2 separate regions of the Drosophila melanogaster genome follow, and region 2 is linked to region 1. The links are chromatin contacts, called in public Hi-C maps. All regions are on one chromosome and are shown on one strand. The core of a region is the stretch at or near the end of the contact, and the rest is flanking DNA. Distances in the headings are between cores, read along the strand shown. Region 1 holds the start of Dscam2 (Down syndrome cell adhesion molecule 2). Region 2 overlaps unc-13-4A (unc-13-4A,).

The links. A called contact is a pair of places that touch in the nucleus more often than the background predicts.
Region 2: a Hi-C map of the Kc167 cell line shows a contact between it and region 1, with 2.2 times the contacts expected there. A contact is called at or near these places in 32 of 107 Hi-C or Micro-C datasets (the Clone 8 cell line, the Kc167 cell line, the PNm cell line and 15 more).

What each region holds. Positions count from the first base shown.
Region 1 is chr3L:7,186,743-7,192,891 of dm6, reverse strand. Dscam2 (Down syndrome cell adhesion molecule 2) reads left to right here and starts at 2,961. Exons shown (of 21, transcript NM_168196.4): 1 at 2,961-3,625. The coding sequence starts at 3,577.
Region 2 is chr3L:7,289,036-7,294,849 of dm6, reverse strand. unc-13-4A (unc-13-4A,) reads left to right here. Exons shown (of 13, transcript NM_001274575.2): 3 at 1-59. Among named protein-coding and RNA genes, the nearest start is that of unc-13-4A, 21 kb to the left of the region's middle.

The DNA of each region.
Region 1 (6,149 bases), core at 1,712-4,211:
TGTTGCAGCAACAGCAACATAAACACGGGAAACGGAAACGGACAAGGATGGGTGGCACACAGGATAATGGGTAAGATGGGTGAGGCCGGGTGGCAGGACATTCCCGGTCCATGTTGACGTCAGTCATAGAGCGTGCAAATGTTGACCTACATACAAAACGTTGAGCAAACAGGCGCATAAATGCCACGTTAAACAACTGCAACAACAACGGCATCAACAGCACCGCGCTCCCTGCAGATAAGTCCGCCTTTTTGCCCAGCTGCCAACGCATTGTTAGAAATTGTCGGAGGACATGGCCAGCCGGCACAGTTAATAGCCCATGGTTATGGCCGTAGTCCGAGCCAAATCTATCGTTTTGCATGCATGCACTGTCAAAAGAAGATATGAAATCGAGCTGGGATTGCACAAAACAATCTTCAAGATATGCAAATGGCCTAGAGAATACGTATTAGTTTAATTGTTAATGTCTTCAATTCTCGAGCAAGATGAACTGATCTAGTAACCCCAAATAAGTACTTACTTATATGATAAAAAGTTACTGATACATATTTTGAATGTATTAACGAAATCAATATATAGTAAACAAATACCGATTTTGTACTGAAATACCTAGAGACAAAATGGTTTTAATTTCCCGTAGTCTGCATATAAATTTAACTTATATTCCGTGCACTCCCCTACTTCCTATCGATTCTAAAACTTACCAGCATCATAATTGTTATGCAGATTTATAGAAGTGGGTTGACAGGCCAACAGTGACCAGTGGCCAGCATCGGATATGAGCCAGTGCATTGAATGCATCCGAACAAAGCCTGGCATTGCATTGCATTGTGAGCCAAGAAACGAATGACCAACTGAACTGAATAGACTAGAATTTTAAAGGAGCTGCCTCGAAAGTTACTTTTCTGCTCCCAAATTTATAGCCCCGCTGGGGAGTCCTTTTTCCTGTATCCCTTTGGCACGATGCATGGACATGGGGAGCGGTCGAAAGTGCCAAGGCACCTGGCGGGCCTACAAAACCCACCCAAGCCCACCAATGTACACAATCCACCAACCCACCAACACACTAGCTGCCACCCCCCCACCTGACCCAACTCTAATGATGACAGAGTGGGGCGAGTGGCAAAAATGAAACAGTGGCCATAACGGAGCGCTGTTGTTTTTGCTGCCCGTTGACTGCATTTACTCCGGTTAAAGCTGCCAACGTGTGCAGACACGCATTGGCAGTCAGTCAGTTTGCCATTTTGCCAGTTTGTTAGTTCGTCAGTTTGTTAGTTTGTCAGTTTGTCAGCCAGCCAACCAGGCAACCAACAAACAAACACGATAACGCTGCTTGAGCCAAAGAGTGTGACGGCAAACGGAAAGTTGAAAGAAGTGGGGCAGCCTAAGATCGAATATTTATATACCCTCTATTATTTACACTATTATGCAAAGACATATTGAACCATATCTATACATTAGCGTAACAACTAATTTAGTTAGTAAGTATCCAAAACTATTTGTATAAATATCAGTGTATATTTAAGTCTAGGGTATGCAAAGGGTCTGCCTTGCAACTTCCGATAGCACATATACATGCACAAATGCTCACCGGGACAAAACTCAATGAGTCAATGACTTTTTGGTGTCGTTCGTTGATGCGCAACGCGGTCCCGTTGTCATTAGCAGCGACACCAGTACCAATACTAACACCAATACCAACAGCAACACCATTACCATTACCACCACGGACAACGTCACGCTCACAAATGCAAGTCACACTCGCTGGCACACACACACACACACACACTCTCACAGACTGAATGGCATACAGGACTCATGAATATGGTTACTGTTGCTTGTTGTCTGTTGTTTGCTGCCTGACTGTTTGGTGTTTGGCATTCGGTGTTGCCGTGGGAAATGCTAACGGGTCCAAAATAAATTTGGCAAGCAAACACGTTTCGGCTTATGTTTTATTGTTGCTGCCTTTGTTGCGGCGGCGGCTGCGGCATCCACTGTCCTTGGCACGCCTAATGTGGGCCAAAACCCGATCCAAAGCCCCCATTCGCCGCTTTTTACGCGCTCACGCGTCCCAAAAACAAGAAATTGGCCAGCGCCAAATGTACACAAATAATTCAGTGCACTGAAAATTGCAAAATGGGGAAAGTTATATAAAATGTATCTGTCAAATTGAATCATAGAACATTTTTTTATGACATTATTGTTATATTATATATATTACATTATATACGTATATACCCTTGTTATTAAATCTTTTCTTAGTGTTTTTTCTCTGAGTGCTAAAAACTTGAAATAGCACACTTTGGCGCTTAACATAATGAATCTTGGCAGCTGGCTGAATGCGTTGTTGTGGTGGCACTTTTTTCCTGGTACGAGCAAAGACCCGACCTTGTTGGCCATAATTTCCCCTGATGCTCATTAGGCGAAATGGCCAAAAAGTAGACAACATTTATGCGCTGGCAGGAAGGGACTTAAGTGTAAAATTGCTATGCATAATGCCAAGTAAATTATGCTGGCAAAGTCGATGTTGAACTTAACAAATTGCGTTATTAATTGAAAGCAAATTTATGGGATGATGCTCGATTAATTGAAAGTAAATGAGATTCTTAGCCCATTCCAATTCGATTTCGAAAGAGTCATCATCAGTCTAGCTGAATTCATGATGCCTAATCTATGGCAAGGCAAGATGGAGCTGGCCGAAATAATTGAAACATTCAACTAGGCACTCACGCATGTGGCCGCACCACTGCCCAACCACCCAACCGCCTATTTTCCTCTGTGGCCGCACCACCCAAGTGGTCCAGTGTAAACACAGCTGTTTCTTCGACGACGCTCCAAAAAGGTCGTACCTAACCACAGACAACAAATGGTGGTGCGCATGCGCTGAGAGCAGCCACTGGCGGTGCTGCCAACTGCACCACTGAAATGAGCCATCAAAGAGCTGGTGGTCGCCGCATCCGGCAGTTGCTGTTCGAGGCTCGAAGGATACGCACGGCTCTGGTGGACGACGGAAGTTGGATTGAAAATGCATCGGGACTGAGTGCCGAAAGTGACTGCGTGTGGTGAATTCTCGCCGAAGAGAGCGTGGAAGAGAGCCGCGGAGTGCGTGTGTGTGTGTGTGTGAAAGTGCTTCTACTTTATGGTGTAAGAGCTCCTAACTTGGCCAACACTTCGGTTCCGGCGGCGCGCAGTCAAGTCGAGTCCTTGCTGGCAGTCGGTTGTCCTGGCGGGAGAGTGCCTAGTTTTCGTATAGCAAAGTGTGCCGGCACCGGGCCATGCAGTCCCCTAAAACATAACAAAACATCAAATCATGCAAACACCAAATCACCAAAGTGAATAGAAAGAATCTGAAAGATACATAAGTGCCAAAAATATGTGAGAAGAGGAGTCAAGTGTCTGCAATGTAAAATCGCTCGAAAGCAAAAGCCAAATCAAAATTGTACAGCTCACTGCCCACGAAAAATTCCTGAAAAAAAAAAGCTCAGCTAAAAACCCAGCAAATCAAAAAAGATAACAAATAATAAAACAAAAATTTCAACGAAATTCAAATCAGAATCAAAACAGAAGCCGGTAAACATGTGGATTAGTAGCCGCTTCTTTGTGATTCTCCTGCTGCTCAATCTGGGTAGGTGCCACCATCAACTTTTCTCCGGGAAAACTCTTAAGCCGGCCTGCCGGCATTTTAGGCGCCTCTTCTTGGTTTTCCCTAAGTCGCTCGGCACGCGCCGCAAAGTATTGCTATGCTTAGTGCTTTTTGTTTTTCCGGCACCGGCAGTGTGCGTGCGATTTTCCAACCATAAGCCCCAACAGCTGTCGGCGTGTTATTTTTCCCTTTTCGTAACTCGGCTTACGCCTCCGAAACGGAACTTATTATTAAGTCTTGCGAGTAAAACAAAAGGATTTGGGGGCTTTTGCGGGATACTCTTGGCGGCTTAGGCGGCAAAGAGAAAAGAGTCGGCCAAGAATTATCTTCAGTCAAGGCAATTACTCAGTTTATTATCATTTAAAGGCAAATCTTCAGTGGCGCAGAAAGACCTGAATTTATGGTGATTCATGCGTGTGAGGAGGTGCTATAATTTATATGTTATATACGAGTGTCGCTAGCCCAGAACTAAGTGCAAATGACTTGGTCTCTTTATGGAGCAGTCAGGACCAGGGCCAGGACCAAGACCGGAGACCATAAAATTGCCAGAAAAACTAAAGCCGAAATGCCCAAGCATAATATAAAATTGCCTTATGATAAAAACCAGGCGTCAATTTATGCCACACAAAACGACTATCCCATCTACTCGTTATATGTGTGTATACACAGAGAGAATAAATGCCAAAGAAATGGGAGTTCAAAATGTCAAAATTTTTTTAAAACGTTATCCGTTTAAAATTTATTATATTAAAAATATATTTTGTCTAAATAATTTTTTTTTAAATTGTATATCAATCGGATAACCATGTTTTTGTCGTGTCTATGCCAAAATCTAACAAAATGCTTTTTAAATAGGTTTTTCACCTCAGTCACAATCTTTGTAATATTTTCTCTCTGTGCATTTGAATGTGTGTGTGGGACAGGCTAATGAAATGTGTCAGGAGCAGAACACTCGATCGACCCACCGACCTTTTCATATCCGAAGAGCCATGAGTGTGGGGCGAAAACCTCTTTTGGAAATTTGATATTTTCCAGTTTTCATTGCCCAGCTCTGGCATTCGTTGCTGACTGGCTTACATGTCTATTCGCTAACCAAAAAAAAAAAATAATAATAATAAAAATATAAAAAAATATCGAAATGCCGCACAGATATTTCATGATTCATACTCGTCCACAAACGTATTTATTCGCACCCTCGATGGAGCCAGGAGCAAATGAAAAATATGCAAATGAAATTGTTGCTCAACGTCTAAGCGTACACACTTTTTTGCTCCGGCGTTGTGAGAGATGGCTCACATTTTTCGGTGTTGTTATTCCATTTTCATGCAGATAATCATAAAATATAATACGTTATATAAAATCACCAGCACCCGACAACAACAATGGCGAAAATCCGATTAGATTCGAGCTGGGGGAAAAACGGTACGAGTTTGTGATGGGAAAATTATGAAAAATTATGGCCAAAGCAAAAGTTTTACCGCACACTATGATTGATTATGTTTTAAACCGTTTATGACAAACGCTTTAATTTGTTGTAGGATTAATGAAGTGCAAGGGATAAAGTTTATATTAAATGTTCACCAGATGGCAATTTAACTTGGAAAGTCCGCTTATACCCGAAAATCTTAGTTTCTGTTGCTGGCATTATTAATGATTTAGCCTAACAAAAAAAAGTTTAGTGAATTTGCGGTTTCTCAAAAGATTTTATACTTTCACAGAAGTTTTAACTTCGGGACCATAGTAAATTAACATTTAGTAAAAATTGATTGTAATAAACTTAAAAGAATTTACTTTAAAGGTGTTCTTCGCAACCTAACTTGGGGTTCTTGTAATATTCATAAGAAAATCTTTTAATTTGTAAAATTTCTCAGATAGGATATATAAATTAAGTATATTCTAATCTTTATCTATACCCTATTATCTATATTCCAAACATTATTGAAAGAACAAACACACTTAAGCATCAATATTAAAGTTCCAAGTGAACTGCTAGATTTTCCCAAATTCAATCTCAACTTCCCAATGTATTCGATTTTATTTTTTGCTCTCGTTGTGCAAAACAATTCGGCCAACAAAAGATTTCGAACGTCTTATTGGAATCGTCCTGGCCTCCATGCCAGTCCTCTGTGCACTTTGGGCCAACTGGAGCACATCTTACTGGGACCAGGACTTTGGCCAAGGCAGCAGGAAAATCAAGTTATTTACAATTATTATTCGTTTCGTGGCCGTGTTGTTGTTGGGCGGCGCGTTGGTCTGTAAACGTTTTAACTTCTTTCAAGTTTTCCTTCTTTGGCCAAGCAATATTGAGTCCGATATCTTTGGGTGTTTGGGTCACGCCTTCCTGCCGCTTGTTTTTTGCGCATAAAAATTGAATTTCCTGTACTTTTCGAGCTGATTGCTTACAAGGTTCGTCGCCCATTTCCGGCGAAGCCCCTAGAATTTCTGTGGTCTTAAAGTCTGCTATAAATATACAATCCCATATTTTTTTTTTGTGTTGCTTTAATGG
Region 2 (5,814 bases), core at 1,665-4,164, 100 kb before region 1:
CAACTCAACTCAACTGATGATGCCCTCTTTCTCGTGCCATCGAATTGTTTGCGCCAACGGTATGTGTTTAAAATTTCATTTTTACGGTACGGGTTTTTATTTCGCATTTAATGGGCTTCCTAGGTCTTTTTCTTTCGGTTTTTTTTTTCTTTTTTTGAGCGTGGCAACAAAGTAAAGTTGTTGGGCTGCCCACATGAAACTTTAATTTATTTTTGCATAATTTTCAAGGTGTGTGTGTGTGTGGAAAAATGTTCATTAAACACCCGCAGGAATGTGTCTCTCGACTGCGCCGAAATGTTTTTGTTTTAAATTGAGATAGTCGCCGCATGGGTGCGATGGTCCCAGGGCTTCGTTGTCCTTGTCCCTGTTGGGAAACGAGTGGGATGCCGGTCTGGGTGACAGTGACACCAATTATGCATAATTTTGATGGCAGTCACGGGACGAAAGAGGAGGGATAACAACCATAACAAATGCCAACCTTATTAATCATGCATAACGCTAGCCTATGAGGATAATAAACAGCGGAGTTATCGTTATTATAATGATTGCTGGTAATGGACAGGAAAATGAGGAAGTCCGATGGAATTATCTCATTAGTGCGGGTGAATTAAAAGATTATTGTTGGAAAAACTATGCTGATTTGAAGGATTTCATAATTGAAACATATATATTAACGTTGTAATAACGTTGACTTATCAAATATAGTTATACTTCTGTGTTTTGTATTCTCTACATTCTACATTGATTCTATTCTCAAATGTTTTCCTTTGGCCTTTGCTACTTTTTCGACCTGCGTCATTAAAACAACACCCAACTTCGTTAGCTCCACGGGGCTTAGTTGTGTTTATTATTATATTCAAATGCCACGCCCACAAACAGGCCATAACATGCACCACAAGGACGCCCCCGTGTGGCACATCATCCCTCATCCCGCCAGGAGTGATAATATTTTCCTTCGGTCCGACCGCAGTTTTAATGCCTTTTTCATTGTCTTTTCATCGTCATCGCCATGGTCGAGGCCCATGTCGCTGGTCACGCCCCTGGTTGTCCACATTGGGTCCTGGATCCTCGATCCCTTTGCATTCATGCTGGTGGAGCTTTCAGGAGGACCGAGACTGAGTGGCTCTGGCAAATTGACGTCATGTCATCAATCAATCTTGCTGCAGAGCTGCGAGCCGCACGCCAACGCATCATCACGCTTTTTCTTTTCCCGCCCTGACAAGCTGTGAATTTTGTTGTTTTTTTTTGCATTTTCCCGCCGCACATCGCTGCTTAAATCCAAGTTTGTCCGAGCAATTTCAATTTACTACGAAATACTGTTTTTCGCTCGGACAATTTTCATTATGCATTGCGATAGCTTTTAACTGCAGGCCGTTGGAGTGCGGCTTGATTTATGTTTTTTTAATGAGTCCCAACGACGGTTTAGCTATTGTCTGACCAAGCGTGAAGCCCTCGCAAATTTCAGACCTTTAAGTGGTCTCTTTGAGCGTGGTTACGGGGCAAAGGGTTCAAGGCCATAGCATTGACCTTTGCCACAATAAATATTCAGAGGACGTACTGTTGAATGGAAAACAAAATAAGAAATAGGCAACGAAATGCGTCGGGTGCCGTTAAATTTTAATTGCGTCGCAGGACACGGCCATCATGGCGTATACGTTATGCATGTGACCAGGAGAAGTTGTCGCTGCTAATTTCCCATTTAACATGGCTCCCTTTTTCTGTGAGCGAATGTGTGTGTTTGTGTGTGTTCGTTCGTTGCGCTGTTTTATTGCTCGGTTATTTTAATTAAAAACTTTGCTCAGCTGACAGTAGCAATTGGACCATCCGCCCATCCTTAACCCATTTTGCCTGCCTACTCAGCAACTTTCCACCGCTTTCTTGGGCCGAAGTTTCCTGCGCATTTTGGCTGCCTCGAGCAGCGTGTGGCATCCAGACAACAAAGCTGTCGGTACAAGAGCCACTTTTGTGCGAGTATCTTCCTTTGTCTTGGCCTTGTTTTCGCCACCACCCATACACACACATCCAGTCATCCGGCGTTTTAGCGACTTTTGCTATTTTTACGCTGCTAAGCCGCCATTAAAGCCATATGCAAAATATGGCCACGTTAAGAGCGTTAGAATGTGAGGCGCAATCTTGTGCCTTCGTTCTTTTTTTTTGGATTTTATTTGTTCACTCCTCTTATGTCACCTTGTTGATGATGTTGGCGACATTCGGAAAAACAAAAGCGCAAAGCGGCGGTCCTAATCCCGCTTAACGTTCTGTTGACATCGCCGTGCCAACCGAATGCCATCAGGCATTTCGTCACATAAAAATACATGGCCAATATATATGTGAAAAGCAGAATAATGAAAAATGTATATGAGGGCCGAACACAACAAAAATAAAGGGTCCTTAACGAAAATAAATCATAAAAACCGAATGGAATGAAATACAGATTACTTGGGCACGAACCAAGCCCCTCTTTAAGCGGAATTTCGCCGCCAATCGGCTAATGGTTTGTCGCAGAAATGTTAAAGGATATTTTACCAAGGGAATTACTGTTGCATTCAGAGAAACTTTAATTCAGTTCGCTTTAAGCAATTAACTTAAACGTTAGTTAACCAAAACATTAAGATGACTATAATGCTGCTGGCCAAATTGCATTTCAACGTTAGTGATAATAATTAAGCATAAAGCAAACATTGTGCGAAATTAGTTTCCCATTTAAGTCTGCCTGGCATTTCGAGTGCCAGAATGCACCTGACCTTAGCAAAAATCCCACATAGTTTGCGAAAATTCCGCACTGTACCACTGGCACCAACACGTTTTAATTACCAAGCATTTAAGCAAACAAAAGCCTGAATGTGCAGTACAAAAATACATTTTCATTGCTCCGCACGCGATGTGTGCATTGCGCATACGCCGCGTACGCCGGCCAAGTTCGTAAATAAGCCGCAGCGCCCTTAATTGCAGACTTTGTACTTTGAACGGGGCAAACGGGAATGGGTTAATACAAAACGCAATGAAAGCAAACAATAAACCCGGTCGGCATAAAGGCCAATGGAGAAAAAATCCAGAACAGTACCGAACAGAACGAAGCAGAAGCAGAAGCTGAAAAGCAATTTTTATGATGGTCCTTTGGTAACCCAGTAAAAATGAACTTAAAGCCGAGCTCAACGAGTTGGAAACATTGAACGTCTGGCAGAACCATAACCCATCTTCGCCCCACTCACCCCTCAAGTCTGTCATGCCCCCACCCCCCTCAACCTTCAACCCCGAATCACCCCTTATGCCCCCAGGAGATGTTGTGCATTGAGCCGTTTTGGATTTTCTTGTAATTTGCAACAATGTTGAGCTGTGGAAGCTGCTGGTGCTACTGCAACATCTTCGTTCTGTTGCGTTCGTTCCTTTGCCCCCACTTTTGTTGTTCGCTGTTTGACATGTCAAAGCCAAACAAAGCGCTGCTAGACCCATACACACATTTATTGTTGGGGGGATCTTAACCATTAGCACTCCCCATGGCGTTGATTGGCGTCAAAAAACGCATCAAACAAAGGCAAGGTGACTTTCAAGTTCAGCGCACATGGTCAAGAGGTGGGTTGGAAATTGAAAGGGGAGAGATATTTTGGGGGTTCTAAACGCTTAAAGGCCAATTAGTATAACAAATTATTAAATCAAACAAATTTAAAGGGACCTTAAAAATGGTAATAAAAGAAATTATAAGAAAGCGAGTCTTTTCTTAAAATGAGAAATCGATGAATTCGGGAATGGATATCATAGTTACTGCTTTAGAAGTTTTTTCATCACACAATTTTAAGACTTGTACAAAATTTTGAAATTTTGACTTTTTACTCATTAAGTCTTATGCTCTTTATCCAAATTAGAGTAAAAACGAAAAATTCAAAAGAAAACTCCTAAAAGTTGCTTGGCCAGTGCTTCACAAATTTCAGCCATTCTATGCATTAATTAGCAGCATAAAGAGTTTATCGAAAGTTTGTACTTAGTTTTGGGGCCACAACCAGTACGAACAAATGCAGGCGTAATTTCCCCATCGATTTTGAATAAGCCAAGCATGCTTGGAATTTGTAATTAAAGGCGGCCAAAGCATCTGTGGCAGGAGTGTTCAAGCGGCAGGCACTTTCAAATTGTTGCAATATCAAAGGCGACAATTAAACGTTGACTCGGCCTGTGTGTGTCGCTTCAGCCACTCCGTGGTTTTGGCCACACTTCACAATTAGCCGAAATAGGACACACATACCACACACAAACACACACAAGCACACGCACACATAGATATACAAGGCACATTAATTATGCATGCGTATGTGTGTGACGCGCCTCCAATTTCCAGGGCCACACATTCCTCATTGGCGGAAACATTTTTGCGCCAACCGCAAATATAGTCAATGGATGGATCCAGTGTCCTCTGGGAGTGGGAGGACACTGAGAGAAATTTAAAGTGTTTGATATATTTTAAAAATTCTTTTACAGTATACCTTACAGTAGTAACCAGTCTTGCATATATAAATTTACTTTCAATAATTTACCAAACGCAATAAAGTTAACGCCAAAATCAGTATTGTTAAATTTTGAGCTTATTTGTTTGAGTGTACCTTGTAAGATGCCTTACTTGAGTTTTGTTCAAGACCTGCGTCTAATTAGGCAGCCTGCGTACGCCTCGCTAGGCTTATACGTAATTTGATAGTTTTAATTGGCCATTCCATGGTCCCCTTAGACATGCGATGAAGCTGGCAGGGTAAGAAACCCTCTTACATATGGAAATTTCGATTGAAAGCCGAGCCATATTTAATTACATTCCTTACAGTACGCAAAACTTGCATTAATGTTTCTGCGGAAAGTGGAAAGTGCTCGACTCTTGAGATCTTCTGTTGATTTTCCCCCTGACTGGTTATTCTTAAGAACGATGGTCCAAAGGTTTCTCGCATCCGCCATAAGTGCAGCATGTTTTGATGGCAAACCTTTGTAATTGATAGCCGCAAATCCAGCAAGTTAATTGAATTTCTGTTGCATTTGCGCAAATTGCTCATACGCCCCGTTGTTCGAAGGATTGCGTGTAACGCTTGTGCTTTCCCTTAGCTCTCTGCTTTTCGCCCTAACAAATTAAGCAATTTAACAGACAGCTGCACAAGGCAGGTGACCCTTCTTGGGCGAATTTATCAAAGGGAACTCCTGCTCCGGCCTTTCAGTTCGTTCAGTTCGGCACTTTTGCATGCTCGATGCCCATTACTCATTGCCCCTCTGACCATTGTCCTGGCCAGTTAGTTCTGCTGTAGTTGCTATTGCTTGGCCGACATCTTATAGTACCCACACATACACACAAAAGGATCTCTGGTTTATTGCATTTGACAGAGAAATAGAGCTCGAGTCCTTGCTTTTCGGCCCGGCAACATGCTGACTACAAATTGCCAAAGCAAACAATGATCGGCGGTGTAGGGAAAGTGCGGAGTGCGATGCATATGCTGCACTTTTGTGATTTATGGTGATGACGATGGTGCTGATGATGATGCCAATACTGATGAAGCGGAAAAACGAGAAAATCCCTGTGGGCGGACACACAATCCCCTTCTTTTCTGGTCTCTGTGGTGAATGCAATTTTTTCGCATCTCGTTTAATGCAATTCATGCTTATCTCATCACCTTTCATCACTTTTCAACGGCTTTATTACAGAAAGTACAACAATAGTTTTCTATCTTTACAGAAAGAGCAAACAATTACAAGCAGCTACTAAGTAACATCTGTAAAAATTATAAATACTTGTACTTTAAAATTTCAAGTTGTGTTTTGCAATTATAATTTCTAAGCATATTTTTTTTC